Linked DNA regions of Sus scrofa: region 2 is linked to region 1. Evidence: chromatin contacts called from public HiChIP or PLAC-seq data. All regions are on one chromosome and are shown on one strand. The core of a region is the stretch at or near the end of the contact, and the rest is flanking DNA. Distances in the headings are between cores, read along the strand shown.

What was found. HiChIP or PLAC-seq counts read pairs in DNA pulled down with a chosen protein or histone mark.
Region 2: an H3K27ac HiChIP or PLAC-seq map of alveolar macrophages shows a contact between it and region 1. The contact joins two enhancer-like sites. A contact is called at or near these places in 4 of 47 Hi-C or Micro-C datasets (embryonic fibroblasts, heart right ventricle and retroperitoneal adipose tissue) and 1 of 2 datasets of contacts at active chromatin or transcription factors (alveolar macrophages).

What each region holds. Positions count from the first base shown.
Region 1 is chr4:54,990,577-54,996,864 of Sscrofa11.1, forward strand. No RefSeq gene overlaps it. Among named protein-coding and RNA genes, the nearest start is that of IMPA1, 50 kb to the left of the region's middle. Within about 2 kb of position 4,370, at least 4 of the 83 cell types and tissues checked have an H3K27ac peak or open chromatin away from gene starts, as enhancers often do. A contact at or near this core is called in alveolar macrophages, where this site is marked.
Region 2 is chr4:55,248,688-55,254,557 of Sscrofa11.1, forward strand. No RefSeq gene overlaps it. Among named protein-coding and RNA genes, the nearest start is that of FABP5, 31 kb to the right of the region's middle. Within about 2 kb of position 1,729, at least 2 of the 83 cell types and tissues checked have an H3K27ac peak or open chromatin away from gene starts, as enhancers often do. A contact at or near this core is called in alveolar macrophages, where this site is marked.

The DNA.
Region 1 (6,288 bases), core at 3,120-5,619:
TCTGCTGTCACACAGTGTGCGTATTTCACTGTAGATTTTAAGGGCTTCGGTTCTGAGGTCAGTGTCTCTGGATTCGAATTCTGAATCGACTCTTCTTAATGATATGGTTTGCAAGTGATTTTTAACCTCTCTGGACTTTGGTTCCCTCACTTGTAAAGTGGGGATAATAATAGTAGCTACCTCAAAAGGCTGTGGTATATTAGTGTAGTATATTAGTTCATAGAAAGCCCTTAATAAATTTAAGCTAGTAACGTTACTTTCTTTTAACATATGACATGCTGATTCTTGTCTTAGCCTGATTTATGTTGTGTCCATTTTTGCTCATTAACTTGAGTTCCTGAAGAAAGACACAGGACTGCCCTTCAACTTTTTATGTCTGCTACGTACCTAGCACAGTAGATTGTGAATAATAAGATACCTCACAAGTGTTGGTAGAACAGAATCATCTCCATCATTTGGAAAATCTATGCAAATAATCCTATGATGTTTCCAATTAACATTCAGAAATCTAATATATTGTCGAAATCTTTTTTTTTTTTTTTTTTTTTTGGTCTTGTTGTCTTCTTAGGGCCACACCCATGGCATACGGAGGTCCCTAGGCTAGGGGTCCAATCGGAGCTGTAGCCACTGGCCTAGGCCATAGCCACAGCCACTCAGGATCCGAGCTGCGTCTGTGACCTACACCACAGCTCGTGGCAACACCGGGATCGAGGCCAGGGATCAAATCTGCATCCTAATAGATGCTAGTTGGGTTCATTAACCACTGAGCTATGACGGGAACTCACAGAAATCTTTTTTTTTTTTTTTGCCCTGCCTGCTGCATGTGGGAGCTCCCAGGCCAGGGATCAAACCTGTGCCACAGCCGTGACAACACTGGATCCTTAACCTGTTGCACCACCAGGAACCCTGACAGAAGTCCCTTTTAGTGGGAAAACTCCACCAACTCCTCACTACTTCCCCCACCCACCAAGGAACCTGCTGACAGAAAGGAGGAAGAAATGTTTTTTTAGAGGAATTCGCTAGGTTTTAACAATTTGTTTCTCCTGCTCCTCTTTTCTCCCTATCAGACCTGACCCCCCACCCCCATATCTGTTCCCTTGGCTGTGTTGAAGTCCCCTGGACAGTGGGCAGGGGAGGCAGAGGACAGGAGTGGCCACTGCCCTCACCCCCTCTCCTCTCTGCAACCCTCTGCCCTGCCCTTCCAAGGGTTTGTGAGCCTTCTGCCTCCATGGTCCTTCTTGCTCTCGTCCTTCCAGTGCCCTGCTGCTGTCTGCTGCCCCTCCCCAGGAGTTGGTGCTTTTTTTTTTTTTTCCCAGGGTGGAGAGGAAGGAAGGAAATCAAAGATTCTGTCCCAGAGAGGAGGGGAGAGGTGAGATTTGAGAATGGGCAGGAGGAGGGAAAGCAAAGCAAAGTTTGTACCTTCATGATGTGGGATTGTTTGAGGTCAGGCCCTAAACATCATCTTATCTGAGAATCTGTCAGGGGAAAACAAGTCAAGGGGAGCAAAAGAAGGATTCAAGGCTCAGTGGTTAACAAACCCGACTAGGAACCATGAGGATGCAGGTTCAATCCCTGGCCTTGCTCAGTAGGTTAAGGATCCGGCATTGTCGTGAGCTGTAGTGTAGGTTGCAGATGTGGCTTGGATCCTGCGTTGCTGTGGCTGTGGCTAAGGCCGGCAGCTTTAGCTCTAATTCAACCCTTATTCTGGTAACCGCCATATGCCGCACCTAAAAAGTGAAAAAGAAAAAAAAAAAAAAAAAAAAAAAAGAGCCACTAGGACCAGGACAAGAGGTGGAGTCTTAGGGGCCCAGGGAAAATAGGGGGATACAGAGACTAGAGGTGCTTCCTGGGGGTGGGGAGATACAGCTGCAGTGTCTCCCCTTCCCTTTTCCTCCCCAGCTCCAGCCCTGGTCTTTTCTTTTCATCCCTCTCCTCCACGACAGAAGCTGTGGCCCTGGCCATGTCATTGTGTTCCTGAGTCTCCTGCTGCTCCCCACCCTTCACCCCCTCCCTTTGTGCAGACTCCATTACAATAAATTTTAAATGAAAACCTGAGCAAAAATAAAGGGAAAACTATCAGCTTTAAGACCACACTTGAATCGCTCCTCCCTCCTACTGTTTATAGACTCAAGCTTAAACCAGGCTTCTTACCTGCTGTTTGCACTTAAGTCTCCAGACATGTCAGCAGGCTTGCTCCTGAGCCCCACCCTGTGTCACTGGTATCATCAGAGCTGATTTTCCCCTTGAGGCTTATACCAGATCATATCTTTCTGTGCGATGTATGGCTTGTTCCAAACAAGCCTCCACTTTGTTCTTATAGCTAAATAATTATGACCTTCCAACTCTTTCAGGACCCAGTTTCTATCTAATGTGGAAGTGGAATTTGCAAAGTTTAAATTTCATGAGCCCTGTTCTACTTATCCTATAAACAAATAATGCATTAAAAATACCATTAAATCTGAAAGCCCACACAGCTACTCATTTTAAGCAGCAACATTTGCTAAGATATATATATATATATATATATATATATTTTTTTTTTTTTTTTTTTTTTAAGGCCCTGTCTGTGGCATGTGGAAATTCCCAGGCTAGGGGTTGAATCAGAGCTGCACCTGAGGCCACAGCCAGGAGAAATCTGAGCCACATCTACCACCTACGCCACAGCTTATGGCAAAGTTGGATCCTTAACTCACTGAGAAGAAAGTCCAGGGATCCAACCTGGACACCGTGTCAGGTTCTTAACCTGCTGAGCCACAATGGTAACTCTGATATATATATATATATATATATACACACATATATACATATATACACACCTATATATATACATGTTATATATTTTAATATTTTAAATATTCTCCTCTGGAGGTGTCTAGCTTAAAAACCTGAGAGCTGGAGTTCCCGTCGTGGCGCAGTGGTTAACGAATCCGACTAGGAACCATGAGGTTGAGGGTTCGATCCCTGCCCTTGCTCAGCGGGTTAACGATCCGGCGTTGCCGTGAGCTGTGGTGTAGGTTGCAGATGCGGCTTGGATCCCGCGTTGCTGTGGCTCTGGCGTAGGCCGGCAAGTACAGCTCCGATTCAACCCCTAGCCTGGGAACCTCCATATGCCGTGGGAGCGGCCCAAGAAATAGCAACAATAACAACAACAACAACAACAACAACAACAACAACAAAAGACAAAAGACAAAAAAACAAACAAACAAAAAACCTGAGAGCTGGAGCAGGCGAGGCAGGGCATGTGTGTGGCAGTGGACTTATTGCATAACACTTGGGTCTAAGAAATGTCACATTCCTGGAGTTCCCCTTGTGGCTCAGCGGAAACAATCTGACTAGTATCCATGAGGACGCAGGTTCCATCCCTGGCCTTGCTCTGTGGGTTAAGGGTCTGGCATTGCTCTGAGCTGTGGGGTAGGTCACAGAAGCATTTCGGGTCCCATGTTGCTGTGGCTCTGGCTTAGGCTAGCGACTATAGCTCCAACTGGACCCCTAGCCTGGGAACCTCCATATGCCATGGGTGTGGCCCTAAAAAGACAAAAGACAAAAAAAAAAAAAAAAGAAAAAAGAAAAAGAAATGTCACATTCCTTTATTTGTTCAATATCAAATCAAATCTGGTTGTGAGCTTTGTCTTCCTAATCTCAGGTTTCGGGGGAATTCCTTCTGTTTCCTGAGGGTCAAAAGGGAGTGTTTCCAGAAGTAAGGACATTAAGGTGTAGACATTTGGACCACAGCTGAAGTCCTCCTTGTCCAAGCCCTGCAGGTGGGCAGCTGTGTGGCCCCTCCAGGCTGAGCCGAGGTGGAAGAGCCCTTGAGAGCCTGCTCTTCCTCCCTTCAAACCTGCTACCCAGCCTTCAAGTCCTTTGTGGAACCTCAGCGTTTCTACTCAGCGGGAGACCCTGGGCTGCTACTCCTCTTGAAAACCAGCCTCTTCTAAATCTGTCCCCTCCAATCACCCCTGTCTAGACCTGGTTTTAGAGATTTGCTCTACGGCATCTTCAAGGTCAGGCTGTTAAAACAAAGTCATCTTGCAAATATATTCTCCCATTTAGTAGGTTGCCTTTTTGTTTTGTTAAAGGTTTCCTTCATTGTATTTCACTGTGCTGTACACCTGCAATGAATACAATATTATGTCAACTATAATTCAATTTTTAAAAAGACATCTTATTTCTTGTCAACAACAAAAGCTTCCAAGATGAAATTACTTGGATAAAAATGTAAGGATGAGGAGTTCCTGGTGTGACTCAGTGGGTTAAGAACCTGACGTAGTGTCCACGAGGATGCAGGTTTGATCCCTGGCCTCACTCAGTGGGTTAAGGATCTTGTGATGCCTCAGGCTGAGGCGTGGGTGACAGATGTGGTTCAGATTCAGTGTTGCTGTGGCTGTGACGTAGGCTGGCAACTGCAGCTCCTGTTTGACCCCAGCCAGGAAACGTCCATATACCAAAGATGTGGCAATTAAAAGAAAAAAAGAAAAGAATCAAGGAAGAGAGAAAAAAAGTCTCACTCTCTCCTGAATCTTAAGCTATAGGAAGAATAAGATAGAATTTGATATCTCTATAAACTATTTTGTTATGTATTTGACTAAAGCCCATTGCCTCGCTACAGCTTCTCTTTCAAGCCAAACTTTAAAATGTAGGCAGAAAGGCCTGTTGCAAATAATTCAATGGGCGGTTAAGCATCATCAGCTGGACTTGTGCCCAGTGTACCGGTGAAAGGGTTTTTTGGAACCGTGCTTTCTGGGGACAATGGAAACTTCCAGGGGATTAGATTGGGATCATTATCTAAATTCTCACTGGGAAGATATGCTTCTATGGAAAGTGTCTTAAAACCACCAAGGAAGATTAGATTCTGGTCTTATCTTTGTTTTGTAAGTCTACATTTTAGGCAACAGTACATGTGTGTCTACTCTGTGCAAAAAAATAACAAAGCAGTCCTTGAGTAGACCACTGTCTTTTTGGATTAAAGGAACAGGTTTATTTAATGGACTCATTTTGTGATTCAGAAAAAAGATTTTAAGTTTTAGAGTCAAAAATTCACCCATATTACTTAATGCTCAGAAATTACTATGAATTAAAAAAAGCAAACTGGAAATTATCTCAGAATATATAATTGTACCAGTTTCAATTTCAAGCATTAATAAACTGAACCAATATAGTACCATCAAAATTCAGGTTCTTACATTTTTTTTTCTTTAACAAAGTAAGCATATTTGTAATTAGAACCTGAACATTTGCAAATGTATTAATTCTGAGAATCAGGACCTAACTTGAATATCACTGAGAATTTGGGTGAATGAAGCTATGCTCTGGTATGTTTCTTTTAAAAAAGTTGTTTTTTTTTTTCCGGGTATGGAAAATTTTCTTAACAGAACACACCGTTCTTTCTAACCAATATATTCCCAGCATTTAAGCACCACCATTAGTATAGGCCAGACAGTTAATGAATATTTGTTGAATGGATGAATAAAGAGAAATGAATAAACCTGAATTAAAAAGTCACATTTCTAAAAAAAAAAAGAAATTCTTAGTTTTTCTTTTCTTTCCTTTAAATAAATTAAGATGTAATTGAGGTATAACATTGTGTTAAGTTTAAGATGTACGAAGGTATTGATTTGATACACTTAACATATTGCAATATGATAACCATTGTAGTGTTAACTACTGCTTCTATCACATCACATAGTTATTATTTCTTTTTTGTGGTGAGAATGTTTGAGATCTTGTCTCTTGAAAACTCTGAGATCTACGATACAGTACTGTTGACCATAATCATTGTGATGCATCAGATCTCCAGGACTTCTTCACCTCACAACTGGAAGTTTGTACCCATTGACCAACATTTCACTGGTTCCCTCATTTCCCCCAGCCCCTGGTAACCATCATTCTACTCTCTGTTTCTCGGAATTTGACTTTCTTAGGGTTCACATATAAATGAGATTATATGATATCTGTCATCTTCTGTCTGATTTATCTCACTTAGCATAATGCACACTGGCACAAGTCCATGTTGTCACAAATGGCAGGATTTCCTTCTTTCTCAAGGCTGCACAGGATGGCTCCCCCAACCCTCAACACAGAATTATCCAGACCAAATGTCAACGGTTCTGCTGTTGACATCTCTTGGTGTTTACCAGTCCAGACAGGAATGCTTCTGTGGCTTTAAGACAGCAGATGCTGGGATGGAGCCGTTATGAGGCTATGGCAGCTCCAACAAAGGTGAAGTCAGCAGGTGCCAACAGAATCCTCTCTATTACCAGAAAGCTGATCTTATTTATTTATTTATTTGTC
Region 2 (5,870 bases), core at 479-2,978, 260 kb after region 1:
ATACTTGGAAAATATTAGATTTGACTATGATTCTTGTAGGATTTTTTCAGAGTCTACAATATGCTAAGCAGTCTTAGTAATGTCTAATAAAGGATTTTAAGCACAGAGCCCTACTTCTCTAACTTACTTGACCTTGTGATTTTTTTGTAAAATATCTCAAATACTGTTCAGAATTACCAATTTAACTAGATCTGTGACCAAAGAATTAATTTTTAGTGCAATCTTTCAAAACTTTTATAAATGAATATAGCCAAAGCAATCGCTTAATATTGTAATTAGGGGAAAATTCTTACTTGAAAGAAATTCTGGACCTGGACTTAGCAATGGAAAACTCAATCAGAATAGAGAAAAGAGGAGATCCCACCATGGCTCAGTGGTTAACAAACCCAGCTAGTATCCATGAGGATGCGGATCCAATCCCTGGCCTCACTTAGTGGGGTAAGGATCCAGTGTAGTCATGAGATGTAGTGCAGGTCACAGACATGGCTTGGATTCCATGGTGCTGTGGCTGTGGTGTAGGCTGGCAGCTACAGCTCTGATTTGACCCCTATCCTGGGAACTTCTGTATGCCACAGGTGCAGCCCTAAAAAGCAACAACAACAACAAAAATTCTTGAAAGGTATGTACAGATCTGTGTGACTTGCCATGCAAAGAAAAGCTAAATGGAAGTTATTTCATCTATCTGAATTAAAAAGAAATCTGAAAATTCTGTAAAATTAGAGCATTAAATTTGTTTTTTGTCATTGTCCCAGTAACTAACAGGCTAATGTTTTTAACAGTAAATCTCCGCAGAGGAAGTTTACTGAGCTGAGATTTTCCTTGTAATATTAAATACAGTCTAAAGAATATTTTGGCTTCTTTTTTTTTTTTTTAATTCCAAGGCTGATGCATGAATCTATTCTAAGAACAGCAAATTACACAGAAGACATAGGATGCCTAGGAGACAGAAGAGGTGTGTCCAAGATCTAGTTCTGCTACCATCTTTGGACAATGAGCAAACCGCTTCAGGCATCATTTCCCTGATGCAAAATGAAAAAGTTAGATCATTGTAAGGATCCTCCTAGCCTTCTTTTTCTTTTTTTTCTTTTTTTTTTTTCTTTTTTTTTTTTTTTTTTTTTTTTCTTGTTTGGCCGCACCTGTGGCATGTGGATGTTCCTGGATCAGGAATCAAATCCAAGCCACAGCTTCAACCTATGCCACAACTGAATCAATGCTGGATCCTTAACCCACTGCACCACAGCAGAAACTCTGGATCCTCCTAGCTTTCAAAAGCCATGACTTGAAAATAATTTTTTAATGTGTCAGCCCTTTCAGCTAAAACTCAAATAAGTAGAATGAGTGTGGATATCCCCTATTGTAAAGTAATGCAAAGCTTTCCAAAGGCTATTTCACTGTGCTCTTGCGAAGCCCATTCCTAAAGGGAGATGCCTATCAATCTCATGTATTGAAGCTAAAGGCACCTTGGAGGTCAAGGGGGGAGGAAGCCTGAAGGAACAAGTTCTGCAGAGTTCAAAACCACACAGATCTGCCCCTTTGACAAGCCATTCACACACTACAAAATAACCATTTTGTTTTTCCCTGATTTTGCGAATTTTTCTGAACTTTCTATTTTGAATCGCATGTAAATTGGAGCTAGGATGTGAGCCCAAGTGATATAAGTTTGCATATGGAAAGTCAAGATATCCAGGGGCTCATTTTAGGAGGAAATTTCTACATCTTTGAGGCATTTGTGTGACTCATGACATCTAGTGGTCAAAAACTGGGAAATAGGATATATAAGGTAGAGGAAGCGGGAAGGAGGAGAAACTATAGATAAAGGAAGAACTGCTTTTTCACGAAACGCTGGTCCATAGAGGTGTCTGGTTCCGGGATCCCTTATTCAAGAAGAATCAACTTGAAGAAAACAGAAAATACAAAGGGTGAAATGATTATTTAAAATAAAAAGTCTAAAGAATCTGGAACTATGCCACCTAGGGAGAATGAGGAAGAATTTCATCCATTTATCTTCCTCCCATCTAGCAGTTTGAAAAACAATCATTCGAGCATTTCTGTAATCTGCCATTGCTCAGTACAAGTGTGCATAGATCCACATTGGTTTTTAGGACAGTGAACTGACAGGTCAGCATCTTTTTCTTTCATGTGAACATCTTTTTTATTTCCCATGGTTGATGCAGTGTTTGGAAAATGATTTTAAGAAAAGAAAACTCACAATTATTCATTATAAGTCTACTTGCAAATTCTCCAGAGAAGAGATGTAAACCTGGAGTTCCTTTTCAATAAAAACAGTAACTTATATTCCTTCTTATATTCCTCATTCCTAAAAAGTGAGAATCAGAAAGATAATAAGAATCAAAAGAGAGGAGATGCATAGAGTTTGAATGAATTTGAAATACTAATTCACTGGTTGGGTCCAAGCAAGAATGAGCACCACTGTTTATAGGGAAATCCTTGTTAATAAAAATATTCCTAGAAGTTGTTATAAGTGATCATTCCTTCTGGTTCCTCTCTCAACTTTTTGGCATTTCCTAATGAGATCCACCCTAGGAACTTTATCACAGAAGGTTTACCAGCTCTAATAGCCACATTCCTATATATATATATATAGAGAGAGAGAGAGAAAGAGAGAGAGAGAGAATACATTTCATCCTTTAAAACAAACCATAACCTATTGCTGGCCTCTCCTATCTGAAGTATATTCCAGGATATTAGCGGCTCTTACAAAAATTTATTTTATAAGCTGTAGGGATAATGTCAGATGAGGTCATGCAAGTCCCCTCCTTTTGAAAGCCAAGCCCTTAAAATTATGGTATAAATGCCTTGCCTAAGAAGGAAGACCCCCATTAATATATCACTCTAGTTATTAATTTATATATTTAAATTAGTTTGAGATTTCTCCACAATTATTTATCAATCTGGATTCTCTATACTACTGGTCCCTTTCATTATTATAAATAACCAAGAACTGAGAGACTCTGGATTTCTTTCCAGATACTGAGAATTTTCTGAGAATTGGCTCAGTTGATACCTATTTCCTGTAACTCTGAAGCCAAAAAGTTCAAATTGGAGATATCTGCTATGCATAGAGAGATAAGGCAAGAAAGAAGGAAGAGAAGAAAGAAGGAAGAGAGGGAGGAAGGAAGGAAGGAAGGAAAGAAAGAAAGAAAGAAAGAAAGAGAAAGAAAGAGAGAGAGAGAGAGAAAGAAAGAAAGAAAGAAAGAAAGAAAGAAAGAAAGAAAGAAAGAAAGAAAGAAAAAGAAAGAGAGAAAGAAATAAAGAAGAAGTAGGATATAAGATTAGCATTCAGGAGTTCTTGTCGTGGCTCATTGGTGACAAATCCGACTGGGAACCATGGGGTTACGGGTTCGATCCCTGGCCTTACTCAGTAGGCTAAGGATCCGGCATTGCAGTGAGATGTGGTGTAGGTCACAGAAGCGGCTCAGATCTGGTGTTGCTGTGGCTCTGGCCTAGGCTGGCAGCTACAGCTCCAATTGGATCCCTAGCCTGGGAACTTCCATATGCTGCAGGAGCGTCTCTAGAAAAGGCAAAAGACAAAAGAAAAAAAGAAAAAAAAAAAAAGATTAACTTTCAGAAATCAGTCGCATTTCTGTATACTAACAATGAAATATTAGAAAAGGAATACAAAAATACAATACCTTTTAAAATTGAACCCTAAAAAATCAAATACCTGGGAATACACCTGACCAAGGAGATAGAGGACTTATATGCTAAGAACTATAAAGCATTAATCAAGGAAATTAAAGACGATGTAAAGAAATGCAAAGATATTCCATGCTCCTGGATTGGAAAAATCAATATTGTAAAAGTGGCTAGACTACCCAAAGCAATCTACAGATTCAATGCAATCCCTATCAAATTACCCATGACATTTTTCACAGAACTAGAACAAACAAACCAAATATTTATATGGAAGCACAAAAGACCCAGAATTGCCAAAGTAATCCTGAGGAACAAAAACCAAGCAGGAAGCATAACTCTCCCAGACCTCAGGCAATATTACAAAGCCAGTGTGGTACTGGTGCAAAAACAGACAGACAGACAAATGGAACAGATTAGAGAACCCAGAAATAAACCCAGATACCTATGGTCAATTAATCCTTGACAAAGGAGGCAAGAACATAAAATGGGAAAAAGAAAGTCTTTTCAGTAAGTATTGCTGGGAAACCTGGACAGCTGCATGTAAATCAATGAAACTAGAACACACCCTCATGCCATGCATGAAAATAAACTCAAAATGGCTGAAAGACTTAAATATACGACAGGACACCATCAAACTCCTAGAAGAGAACATAGGCAAAACATTCTCTGACATCAACGTCATGAATATTTTCTCAGGTCAGTCTCCCAAAGCAACAGAAATAAAAGCAAAAATAAATCAATGGGATCTAATCAAACTGAAAAGCTTTTGCACAGCAAAGGAAACCAAAAAGAAAACAAAAAAACAACTTACAGAATGGGAGAAAATAATTTCAAATGATGCAACTGACAAGGGCTTAATCTCAAGACTATACAAGCAACTTATACAACTCAACAGCAAAAAAGCCAACCACCCAATGGAAAAAATGGGCAAAAGACCTGAATAGACATTTCTCCAAGGAAGATGTACAGATGGCCAACATGCCCATGAAAAAATGCTCAACACCCCTGATTATTATAGAAATGCAAATCAAATCTACCATGGGATACCACCTCACTCCAGTCAGCATGGCCATCATTAATAAGTCACAAATAACAAATACTGGAGGGGGCGTGGAGAAAAGGGAACCCTCCTGCACTGCTGGTGGGAATGTAAGCTGGTACAACCACTATGGAAAACAGTATGGAGGTACCTTAGAAAACTATATCTAGAACTACCATATGACCCAGCAATCCCACTCCTGGCCATATATCTCGACAAAACTTTCCTTAAAAAAGATACACGCACCCGCATGTTCATTGCAGCTCTATTCACAATAGCCAAGACATGGAAACAACCCAAATGTCCATCGACAGACGATTGGATTACGAAGATGTGGTATATACACACAATGGAATACTACTCAGCCATCAAAAAGAATGACATAATGCCATTTGCAGCAACATGGATGTAACTAGAGACTCTCATCCTGAGTGAAGTAAGTCAGAAAGAGAAAGACAAATACCATATGTTATCACTTATATCTGGAATCTAACACAAGGCACAATTGAATATTTCCACAGAAAAGAAAATTAAGGACTTGCAGAATAGACTTGTGGTTGCCAAGGGGGAGGGGGAGGGAGTGGGGTGGTTGGGGAACTTGGGGTTAATAGATATTAACTATTGCCTTTGGAATGGATTAGCGATGAGATCCTGCTGTGTCTAGTCACCTATGATGGAGCATGATAATGTGTGAAAATAGAATGTGTACCTGTATGTGTAACTGGGTCACCATGCTGTACAGTAGAAAAAAAATTGTATTGGGGAAATAACTATTAAAAAAAAAATAATAATAATAAATTTTAGGAGATAAAGCAAAAGAAGCAATATGCTATTGACCCTGGATTTTTATACATATTGTTCATTCCACGAGGCATCTATGGTATCTTTCTTTTATTATTAAAGTACAGTTGATTGACAAAAAAAAAAAAAGAAAGATAAGAGAGGAAGGAGGAAGGAAGGAAAGAAAGGAAGAAAGACAAGAAAGGAAGGAAGAAGGAAGGAAAGAAAGAAACATAGGAAAAGGAAGGAAGGAAAAGCAAACAAGTTCTTAAACTCCAAATGCCTAGTAAACAAGTTTTCGGGAACCAAGAGAAATAAAATACTCTTTATGCATTAAAGTTTCTCTTAAAAGCGTTCTCACAATCCTGCCTGGAAGTCAAGTGAATCAGATCTA